4 separate regions of the Zea mays genome follow, and all the other regions are linked to region 3. A link is a contact called in public Hi-C data. All regions are on one chromosome and are shown on one strand. The core of a region is the stretch at or near the end of the contact, and the rest is flanking DNA. Distances in the headings are between cores, read along the strand shown.

Region 1 (2,700 bases), core at 65-2,564, 220 kb before region 3:
ATACTCCTTGTAGCTTGTAAGGGACCACACTGGAACTAAAATGCATGAGTACTTTAGTATCAGTTCCGTCACTAAAGATCCTTTCTTTAGTACCGGTTATTACCGGGAATTGTTATTAAAGATTCTTTCTTTAATACTGGTTCTCATCAGAAACCGGTACTAAAGAAAGGATCTTTTGTAACAGTTTTAGCCAGAAATCGATACTAAAGATATAACCTTTAGTAACGGTTCTATTTAGAAATCGGTACTAAAGTTATAAACCTTTAGTTCCTGATGCATAGTACCGGTTGGTAATTCAATACTATATAGCCAGTTTTTAACCGATATTGATTGTGTATTCTCCAATAGTGTTCATAGCTAGTAAAACTAGTCACATTCCTCCCACTTGTTCGCTGACCATCCCAATAATGGGAATCTTCTACGCGCAAAGGAACGAATGGATGCGTGGCGTGCATACTAAAGTTAGTGGGTACAAATCCATCAGCTTTTCCGCCGTGTTCTCGCTGCTTCACATACATCAAGTCAGTTTGCACCATGTTGCCGCCATGTCTAGCCTGAGAAAAAGTTAGCTACTACGGCATCTCAGTATAATGAGTACTTATATACTTAATATGTAGCCCGACTTTGCTTTGTGGGCCGGAGGTATGTTAGACATTTAGAGATAGTCTGTGAGCTATAAAACCGAATGTGATTAGAGGGCTAAAATCTACTTATTTAAATTTATTTTTAAATTTAAATAAGAAGAGGATTTTAGGTCCTAATTCAATCCGGATTTTAGGTCCTAATTCAATCCATCAGCGTTATCCATGATTTCTTATTTTTTGTGCCCAAAACCTATTACTACCTTTTCTGTTCTCGAATATTTATCGTCAGTTAGTTTATTTTTAATTAAAATGCTATAAATAAAAAAACAGAGAGAGTAGAACTATCTTTTGGTACGGATGTATATGAATGTATGATGGAAAATTTAAAAAACGAGACAAGGGTTTCATGTCCCCTTTTTTCTAAGATCGTTTTTTTGCTGAAAATAATAATTTCAAATGTTATTATTTTACTATATAAATTTGGTTAGGAGTAAGATGTTTCGATTCACTTCATATAACTAAAATAATAATTTATGATTTGTGACGGTGAAAATCCGGTCGGCGGTGTGTTCAATTGGCGGGCAGGCCTGAGCACCCAAAGCGGTACGCTGGTCCCATCACTCGAGGCAACCATTAGTCAAAAAAGACGTGCACCCAAAAGACCAGTACTACGGGCCGGGGGCCTACACACAGGTGGGTCGGAGACCCCTCCCCGTCAAGCAGATCGCGCATCTGATCGTACCCACACAGGATGCCGGGCAAGCTAGCTAGATTGCCGCGCATCAGCAGCACAGCACGACGGATTGATATCGAGAGGAGCGGCAGCCGCGCGCGCGCGCTTGCAGCCAAGGGACCCGATCCGTCCCTGGCCAAAGCAAGCGGAGGGAAAGCGCCACCGGCCAAATCCAAGTGTTTGTCTGTGGAGTGTGGACGGCCGGCCATCTCCGTACGGTTGGTCTGAGGTGCGGCGGCTTGCTGGCTGGCCGGCCACGCCGCTAATGCGCTGTGATGTGATGGAGCGGACGCCGGCGGACGGGGCTTTTAATTTGCAAGAGCATGGGTTTACGAGCGAGTTGTGTCTTTTTGAAGGTACATGCATGGTGATATGCTTTGTCGCCGCCGCCGTCGCGGATCAGCACCCACCGCCGCCGCCCGCGCGTCGCCGTCACTTATAAGCTATATTTGGTCACATAGTTGTTACCGGATTTGGGTTTGGTGAACGGATTCGTTCAGTCCGCGCGCGCGAAAAGTCGATCGAGAGAGATTCTGGTACTCAACTTGCCCATTACTGTACTTATTAATTAGCTAGCTTCATGGACCCATGCACATCCGCTCTGTATATAAACCTATTGTCCTCCTTTATTAATCATTGGGAGATTATTTTAAAGACAAGGCCTGTTATAATTAATCTCATTTATTAATTATTAACGACCATCGTGTGTTGTATTCTTGCTTGACCCGGACCAATGAAGCTAACTAGCTAGTAGTGTTAACAGGTAACCACGCGACATGCATGAACCAACAAGATGCCGAAGGTGATGAATACACTGTGTGCCTGTCTACTACCCTAGCCTCGTCCTTCCAGACGGTTCACCTAATGTTATTCTCCAGGGCCCAGAGACCAATAATATATCATCAACTAACTGATCCCCTGACAATAATAGAAAAGCATTCTGTTGAGTAACCCTTGCTTGTTTTTTTCTCTCTCTCTTCCATTCTGATGATAAAAAAGCAGTTGTCGATTTGACATCTTGTTGCGAGTTTTAAAATCTCTCAGTTTGAGCAGACGCGCGGACATCGCGCCGTGAGCGTTATTTTGCGGGCAAAGCTAGTGGTTCTCATGATTGCCGCATTGGTCGGCGTCGGACATGACGTTGATCGGTCCAATGGGATTGGATTTGCCGAGAATAGTAATGCCAGAGAGGTCCCTCCCTGTTCCATTATTTATATAATATAGGTTCTTAATGAAAAGAAAACGAGAGAAAGATTCTTCTCGTTAGGATCAGGGCCATATTATATATATATATATATATATACACTTGTGGATGTGCATATTCAATCATTGAGGCAAGGTTATCCCGTTTTATGTTTGCAACATTATATAAAGTTGCCCAGG
Region 2 (2,700 bases), core at 126-2,625, 190 kb after region 3:
CTTTCGGTCCACCCGCGCGCCCATCTACCCGTCCGGTCGTCTCCACAGGATTGGCGCTCTGTAAATTTCGTAGTACTCCGTAGGAACGCGCATGCATGCACACGGCAGTGTTCAGGTGTATGGGCCATGCACGCATGTGAAGGAACACAGGGCGAATGCAGAGAGACGACCAAGGCTCAGGCGAGTTTACCCTCCAAAAAGGCTGACGACTTTTTCGTGAAGGAACGAATGAGTGAACGATGATCAGAGGTTGTTTCTGGTCGCGCGTCGTCTCTTTTCTGCAGCAGCAGCAGCTTGGCATGCACCATCCATCCATTAATTATTCGCTAATTAGACTACTATACTAATCTTCTCCAGCTTGTAATTATGTCGTCGTCATTTCTCACCTAGTTAAAACTCCCTTCACATTGGAGAAACAACCAACCAACCAAGCAATCCAAGCCATCGCCTCTGCTAGCTGTGTACTTTTCAGTGTTTCTCAAATAGCAATGATGAATCAAACTGGAGAGACGTACGTACGTACTGTGGATGAATTTGTGAATTAGTAGGAGAGAAGAGCGTGTGCCCGTACGAACGTGTTTGCGAGTGAAAAAAATTTAAAAGGAAATAATTCAAATAAAGAGGGAGGTCGTAGGGTAAAAGATAGAAAGCTGAAAGCCAAAGTGCAGAGACATTCATCATAACAAACTTGCAATTGTTGGGCGTGGACAAAGCACATACATTGACCAAGAGGCTGAAAACGATCGATATGCATGCATGCATGCATAGCGCATGATGATGATGGGTTTGGTGCTTCCGTACGTACGTACGTTCTGGTCCCGAACCGACACCTACGGAATGCTTGCACAAGCACATAGAATTATAGATATGACACTTTTGACCTTTTACCATCTGGACCAGCAGGCACACTGGGACAGCTACTAGCACAGATAGTGAAGTGAAAAAAAAAAGCTAGAGGCATCGCTATATAGGTTACGCCGCGCGCCCTCACGTTCACGCATGCCATCATCTTTGAGAATCTGTCACTCCAGGAGATCACGTTTCCAACAGCACGCATCAGGATCGCTGCCGCTAGTGATGTGATGTCACAAATAGCCCGGTCGGCCGGGTCGGACGACGCCTTTTTTTTTTCACCAATCCAGCGGTGCCCGACCGCGGCCGGTGCATGCTAGCTAAGTATTGGCCACTCGCTCGTCGTCGAAGGACGAAAATGGTCGATGCGGACATGATGATTTGGGTCAAAAGGAGCAAGAGCCTACGTAGGCATGCACTAGAACAGAACAGGAGAGCCATGCATGCATCTGGCACCACCGGTCAGCTTTTCCCGCTGAATGATTAGGTCTCTGACATGTGTCGGCGCATGCATGCATGCATGGTGAGTTGGCGATGGAGTTCTCGTACCGCATGTTTGGTTGCTGCTCTCCAGCGCTCCAGACTCGAGTTGGCCTGGCCCGCGAGCGAAGCTCGTTTTTCACATCCCCACGCGTGCAGGCTGTGAGGCCACTGAACGGTAAAAATTAGACCAAGTTGGACGCGTACGTGCAGGCTCGTAGATGGAGGCATAGCCAATCAAACACATACTTGCGCGCGATCAAAGCACGCCGTGAGTCTGGATATGGTTGTACAAGTAACCAAACACGCTGGTGGTGTCTTTTCACATGCATTTTTTTAACAGCGAGGCAATACATGTACATATAGTCATATACTTCAGCTGATAATACCCAGCTGATTCCACTGAAGACAACGCCAGATTAACATATAGATCCAGTTCGTCAGCTCAGCTCCCTCTCGCCGTGTTTAGCTAGGTCGTCGCATCGCATCGCGCGCAGCCAAAGGTCATCTCAGTCGATACCTGGCTCCAGCTAGAATGCACATCGATCGGATCCAGCAGTAGATTCTGGTCGTAAACATGAAAGTAGCACAGTCCTGGACGGTGAGCTAGGCACACAGTTACTTCTCAGTTCTGACGGAGAGGACGAACGACAGGGGCCGACCGGCCGGCGGTGAACTCAGACCAGAGCCGGGTACGTACGGCGCGTGCCCAAGAGACAATATGCCGGAGCCGGACCGGACGGACGGACGGACTCTGAATCAAAATTTAATAAAGGTGCAAAAAGGTTGTTACGTCACCATCGAAGGTTCCGAATTATTTTTCCCCTGAAAAGGAGGAGCCAAAACATACTAGTGGCGATGGGACGACAAGTTCCTGCAGGCGGACAGGAGTAAAGTTATGAATGTGTAGCGTGCCCCTGAAAGAGCACGCTTTTTTTGTACCTATTTTCGTACGTACTACGGCAGTGTGGAGTACGATGTACTAGTAAAGCGCTACACCTTCGTTGGCCTTTTACTCTTTTGCACGCAAAAAAGTGGTTAGCGAAACTGTGAATGAAATAAGATTATTTTTCCTTTTATTACCTAGTGTTTTTTAGCACTCGATAAAAAAGTTCTTTGCCGAGTGTGTAACAAAAAAACATTCGGTGAAAATAAACACTCGACAAAGAGTTTTTTTACCGAATGTTTTATTTTTGACAAAAGTAAAATCTTCTTTGTCGAGTGTTTTTTTAACACTAGACAAATACAATTTAAAAACCATATTTTCAAGCAATAAATTAATTTAAATGAAAAAAATTTCAATTATAAATTTGTATTTTGGTTATTACTTCATATGAAAAAATAAAAGTAAATTTATTTAGAAAAACT
Region 3 (2,700 bases), core at 105-2,604:
CGACGGTGCGCGCTCTAGGCCGGACGACTCACACGTACGCAGAGGTTCGAAGAACCCTAAAACTCGTCCCCGGGAGAGACCTCGACGGGGAGGAGAGTTTTAGGGGGTGCCCTAGGATCGGCAGGCCACTCGGGACCTCCCTAGACGACGTAGAGTCGAAGAAGGACGAAGATTTGGGGTTGGAGGAAAGCTAAGGTAGGTCTAGATTACACCTACTTATAATGCAATGAAGAACAAAGGAAATAAAGTAGATTGATTGATTGGTTCGATTGACGATGCGCGCAATCGACCGTACCCTTTCATATATATAGGGGGAGGTCTGGACCCATTTCTAGGCGTTTCCCAATACGATCGTGTATTTAGTTGGATAAGCACGCATGGAAAAAGGGAATATCTCGCCTGATCTGGTCTAATCGCGGACCGTCCGTGCTAACCCGCGGACCGTTCGGGTTGCGGACTGCCCGTCCTACATGGCCGAACCGTCCAGCCTTCCCAGGTGCCACATATGGTGCTCAACACATCCAAATAAAGAAGATAAAGCTAATTAATATACTCCGCTTATCCCTAAGAGAAAATGTTTAGGTCCCGTTTGTTTCCCTTTATTTTAAGAAATTAGAATCTAACTAATGGAGTAGGCTATTTTTTAGAACGTGTCATTCGACAACTTCCCAAAGTTTATAGATAAGTCTAACTCAAATTGATTGGGTGAGAGATGAAAAGTGGTTCTATAGATTTACATAATACTTTTGTAATGTACAACTTATAGCACACTCTTGTACTTACTTATCTATAGCATAAATGTAGTGTATAACTATCTCTCTCATATAATTTAAGATAATATACAAACATATTACGTATATAAATATATTAACTCAATTAGTTTGTGTCTAGATTATGATTATTAGTTAGGAATTCAATTCCAACGAAACAAACAATAGGGGTGTCTTTTTTAAAAAAAAAATTACAGCTTTCAAATGACTTTTTTATCTACACAACCTAGAAACTACCCCTGCATTTGTACAGTCCACATCAGATTTTGCAGAAATCACGGTTCAATGAAACGCCCCGTCAATTTGGCTCGTCGGGCCAGTAATTAAAGTCTCCACTGACTGCGCTGCGAGCGCACTGGCTGCAGCGATCGCTGGACGCTTAAGGCACGTGCATCCCGCTGCCTGCAGCTGCAGCATGGAAGGGGAAGGAGAGGTGTGGGCTGGCTGGGTTGGGCGATCAGCAGTAGTTTCAGTGTGTTCAGAGCCTATGCTTAAGCAGCAGCGGCTGCGCTGGAGTGCAGCAGGGCTCCACGGTCCACCCACCCACCCACATACAGACCCATGTGTGCTATCAGCTATCAACGGACCGTACGAAACAGGCTTTTCTAGCCTGACGGAGACGGACGGTACACCCATCTATATATCTACTCCTGCTGCAATCTGCATCTGCGTGCCACTTTTCTTTTCTTTTTCTTTTTTTCTCCCTTGTCAAAGGAAAGGAAACCACCCCTCCTCTCCTTGCTCGATTAATTGCACGACAGCGACAGCTGGGGAGAGGCAACCAAGCATGCAGCTGGAGCTAGGGGACAAGGCCGCGAACAGTACCTTTCATTGGAAAGAGAAAACGAAAAAGAGGAAATAGTCTGAGAAGCTTGATTGTTTTGGAGTACAAACCATCCTGTGAAAAAAAAATGCAACGCAGGAACAGACAGACACGATCCATGTCACTCGGATGCGCATGCGTTCCTTGTACCCGCAGAGTTAGAGACTATGACACCAATTCATTCATTCATTCATTCATTCATTCGCTCTTTCGTTTCGTTCGAGTGGCAACAAGAGGATGCAGAAAAGCTCGTCGTCGTCAGCTTGTGAAAACTTTGAAAGGAGGGAACACGCAGAGAGAGGTGGTGGTAGTACATGGCTACACTTGCGGCTGCGTACGTTAGGCCGGCTGCCACGGCTTCCATTTCTGGCGGGTTGCCGAGAAGGGCAGCTTACCGCCACCAGAGCCTGAAGGAAGATGGCTGAAATGTCCCGGTCCGGAGATGATACTGTAGCCCTTACACGCGCGCCCGCAACAGTGCAGAACTAGCACCCACATGGCCCCCTTCCTCGCCTCTGCAAGGCTATACGAATGTCCTGTTCAAGGCAATGCAGTAAGTGTGTGTTGCTGCTGAGCCTGAGAAGGCAGGGTTCAGCAGCGCCAAAGCAGCAGGCTGGCTTGAAGGCAGAGGCACGCCATCATCCAAGCCGGCCGGCCGGCAGGCAAGGAAGCTCGATCGGGTGAACCGCCTCCGTCCGCGTTGTGTGTGGGCGATCGAGTATAGAATAGCTGAATAGGTAGGCTCCGCGTCGGCGTCGGCGTGTGCAGTGCCCGCCCGGCCACTGATGTGCGAGCCCGCCCCCCAGCGTAGGCGCCTGCAGCTCTAAGCGTAGAGCCAAGGAATTTTCCCTAGACAGATGTACCTCGCCCAGCACTATTGCGACGTGCGCGTTGTCCAGGTTGACAGACAGGAATGCCCGCCCGCCCCCAATGATGCATGCGCAACAAGGCAAGTAAATACCACCCCACCAACACCGCCGGCACAATTGTAGCGACGAGCGAGAACAGAGAGTAGTAGGATTTTCTTCGCTCCACTCCCCCCTCCTCCACCCCTCCCGTCTCGGCAAGTCGGCACAGAACCTATGTGTTGGAATGTGCAAGAATTTG
Region 4 (2,700 bases), core at 69-2,568, 130 kb before region 3:
ATTACTAGTGGTCGTCACCGTCCACTCTGCAACAGCCCAATCGGAGAGTGTCACGCAGAAAACAACCCGAGAGCGAGTGGGGGAGATCGAACACGAGACTTGGAGGTGCTACTCAAAAGCCGTAACTATTACGTTAGAGGCCCTTTCGTAAGAAGTAAGAAACAACAACCCTTTGCATAGTAGATCCAATAGAAACGAGGCACACAAACGATTAACGGGAGCAGCTGGTGCCAATAATCCATTGAGAAAGTAAGATACATATGCTCCTAAAATTCCATTGAAGGTTGTTCATGCGTTTCTCCTTTGTCCATCTAACGTTCAGCACTTAAGGCCGCCGCCGGCCTTATCTGAATGTGTTGGAGAGGTTTGTGTAAAATTTAGTTTAGAATCTACACCAAATTGCATCAACCTACGGATATTAAACTGGAAACATATGCAGCTAAATAAGTGATAATAGCTGATTTGGTGACCATAAGATTGGAGGATGAAGGAAATCACTTACTATTCACTAAAAGGTACCGGTAACGATGTAGATCCTGCTATTCACTAAAAGGTACTCGTAACGACGTAGATCCTCGCGTATCCAAGTTTTACCCTTTATACGTTAACTAAGGTTTTTTTTTTTGTCATTTGCATTGTGCTATGGAACGCGATTCTCCATGTCGAGAAACCGAATTTCTCCTCAGGTAAAAAAAATACATATACAATCAGTAGCCTTTTCAGGTCATTTTCCATGTCCCATCGAAGCTGAAACAGTGGGCGGGAGTTAAGTTCTCATGAGCTAAATTCGTGGGCACACTAATCAATCTGCTGTTCTTTTTTTTCCTCTCTCTCTGCGCGGAAGGAAAAGTGCGACTGATTAGTCCGGCTTTGGGCACTGGGTTCGGACTGACGCAGACAAAAGCCTGCCGTGCCGACTAATCATGTCAGCTTGTATCGATCCGATCGTTCATCTCGCGGCGCATTAAAACATACTAGGAGTATATCGCAATAATATACAGTCACCCGAGACGCACATCAATTTCTGTTCTGCGCGCGGAGCGTAATTACTTGTATTTATTCACTGTTGTTGTGTCAGGTTCGTTAAGCGCGGACCACTGGGAGAGTGTTGGATACTAGCAGGAGTGGTTGACCGGTCGTCAGCGGAGCTCTGTGCCTCTGCGTTGCGTCTGAGAAAGCTGCTTTAAGCACCGTCGCTGGCATGTTGCTGTTGTTGTGTGCCTGCCTGCAGGCTTGTTTGTTCTGTTCCTTTGGACACTGGCCTGGCGGCTGGCGCCCGGCGCGGCTGCCTGGCTCCTGCTGCATCACATCAATGGCACAGCAAGGGGCGTACGTGGAGCAATCTGCCATGCATCATTAGTATCCATTGGCCACAGAACCGGAGGTAGCCAGCTAGATCCAGGCTTCCGTTCCTGTACGGGCCGGAGACGTTCGCGGTCCCCCGCGCGCGCGCTGGAGGAAAAAACGGAACAATCAATGTATTGCCGTTGAATCTGCTTGCGACGCTGCTCCATTTCATCCTAATCGATCCTTCCCATGCATGAACGGTACGGTCCTCACCAGTCATTTCGTTCTTCGCTGTAGGATGTTGCGTTACATTGGGTCGCGACTCGCGACACTTGGGTCCTCGAAATGAAAGCTTCTTTATTACGCTAGCGTTTTTTCTTTAAGAAAATTCATTTTTATAGGTAAACGTTTGCATTCCGGCAGCATTATTCATCGGTCGGCTGGCAGACTGAATTTCAAAAAATTAGTGGCAGGGGCATGACGAACAATTAAGCCACACAAGTGACTGTGCTTCTGCTTAATTAATAACGGTACAAGATGAGTGGCGGACAATGGTCGCAGGCCAGCTGTATGTTATTTTGACTCGCCCCAGTACGATCACACGTCAGACTCTTTTTTTCTTCTTCCGTGCGCGGTAATTCCAATTTCAAATCCATGTATGGGTATGATCATGAGCAGCAACGTACAATCCTCCTACTTAGGGAGGAGCTTGTTGGGTTATTATTCCTATCATATGTGTATTAGATGAAATTGAAAAAAATTATGAAACATTTTGATTTGTTTGAAATTTAAACCTACTCAATCTTATCTAATCCACATGGATTGAGAGACATACAAACAAGCCCCTGCCACTAATTTTTGGTTTAGGGATTGAGAGCAACTGCAGTAGTCACCTAAAATGCATCCTATATTTTGGTTTAGGGGAAAATTAACAAAAAATGTGCTCCAGTAGTTCCTTAAATTAACTTTCTGAATGTACCAACTTCCTATGTAAACCTATTTTGTTCTCAAATGTAGGAACAAAGAAAGAGTCCTGAAATGAGTCTCCCGCTCAATATCGTCGCGAAAACTAGTTTGCTGCCAATGTTTCTCAACCGTTTTTCTGTGGAAAAGAAAAAAAACAACTCGCCCAAGAGCCGCCGGAACACGGGACGCATCAAATAAACTGTAAATATATAATAATGAAGCAGAATTTGTGAAGAATAGAAGGGAATAATCTTTTGCAGCGACGACACAACATGCACTTACCAAATAAGAGTGTTTATTTACGACGACGTGAATATGTTGAGCACAGACTGACCTCAGCAATTGGATGTACGAAGAAAGGAGAAATACACATGCATAGACGCACCAAGAATTAACCTGCATACGTTCTCTCATAAGTACGGATGTTTCAAGAGGGAGCTGTTCGTC

Evidence for each region. A called contact is a pair of places that touch in the nucleus more often than the background predicts.
Region 1: a contact with region 3 is called in a Hi-C map of tassel, with 2.7 times the contacts expected there. The contact joins two enhancer-like sites. A contact is called at or near these places in 2 of 25 Hi-C or Micro-C datasets (leaf and tassel).
Region 2: a Hi-C map of tassel shows a contact between it and region 3, with 2.3 times the contacts expected there. The contact joins two enhancer-like sites. A contact is called at or near these places in 2 of 25 Hi-C or Micro-C datasets (ear and tassel).
Region 4: a Hi-C map of ear shows a contact between it and region 3, with 2.1 times the contacts expected there. The contact joins two enhancer-like sites. A contact is called at or near these places in 2 of 25 Hi-C or Micro-C datasets (ear and tassel).

Annotation. Positions count from the first base shown.
Region 1 is chr2:88,333,962-88,336,661 of Zm-B73-REFERENCE-NAM-5.0, forward strand. No RefSeq gene overlaps it. Among protein-coding and RNA genes, the nearest start is that of LOC109944521, 200 kb to the right of the region's middle. Within about 2 kb of position 1,315, at least 17 of the 20 cell types and tissues checked have an H3K27ac peak or open chromatin away from gene starts, as enhancers often do. A contact at or near this core is called in leaf and tassel, where this site is marked.
Region 2 is chr2:88,742,071-88,744,770 of Zm-B73-REFERENCE-NAM-5.0, forward strand. No RefSeq gene overlaps it. Among protein-coding and RNA genes, the nearest start is that of LOC100285859, 32 kb to the right of the region's middle. Within about 2 kb of position 1,376, at least 17 of the 20 cell types and tissues checked have an H3K27ac peak or open chromatin away from gene starts, as enhancers often do. A contact at or near this core is called in ear and tassel, where this site is marked.
Region 3 is chr2:88,551,772-88,554,471 of Zm-B73-REFERENCE-NAM-5.0, forward strand. No RefSeq gene overlaps it. Among protein-coding and RNA genes, the nearest start is that of LOC109944521, 14 kb to the left of the region's middle. Within about 2 kb of position 1,355, at least 17 of the 20 cell types and tissues checked have an H3K27ac peak or open chromatin away from gene starts, as enhancers often do. A contact at or near this core is called in ear, leaf and tassel, where this site is marked.
Region 4 is chr2:88,417,018-88,419,717 of Zm-B73-REFERENCE-NAM-5.0, forward strand. No RefSeq gene overlaps it. Among protein-coding and RNA genes, the nearest start is that of LOC109944521, 120 kb to the right of the region's middle. Within about 2 kb of position 1,319, at least 15 of the 20 cell types and tissues checked have an H3K27ac peak or open chromatin away from gene starts, as enhancers often do. A contact at or near this core is called in ear and tassel, where this site is marked.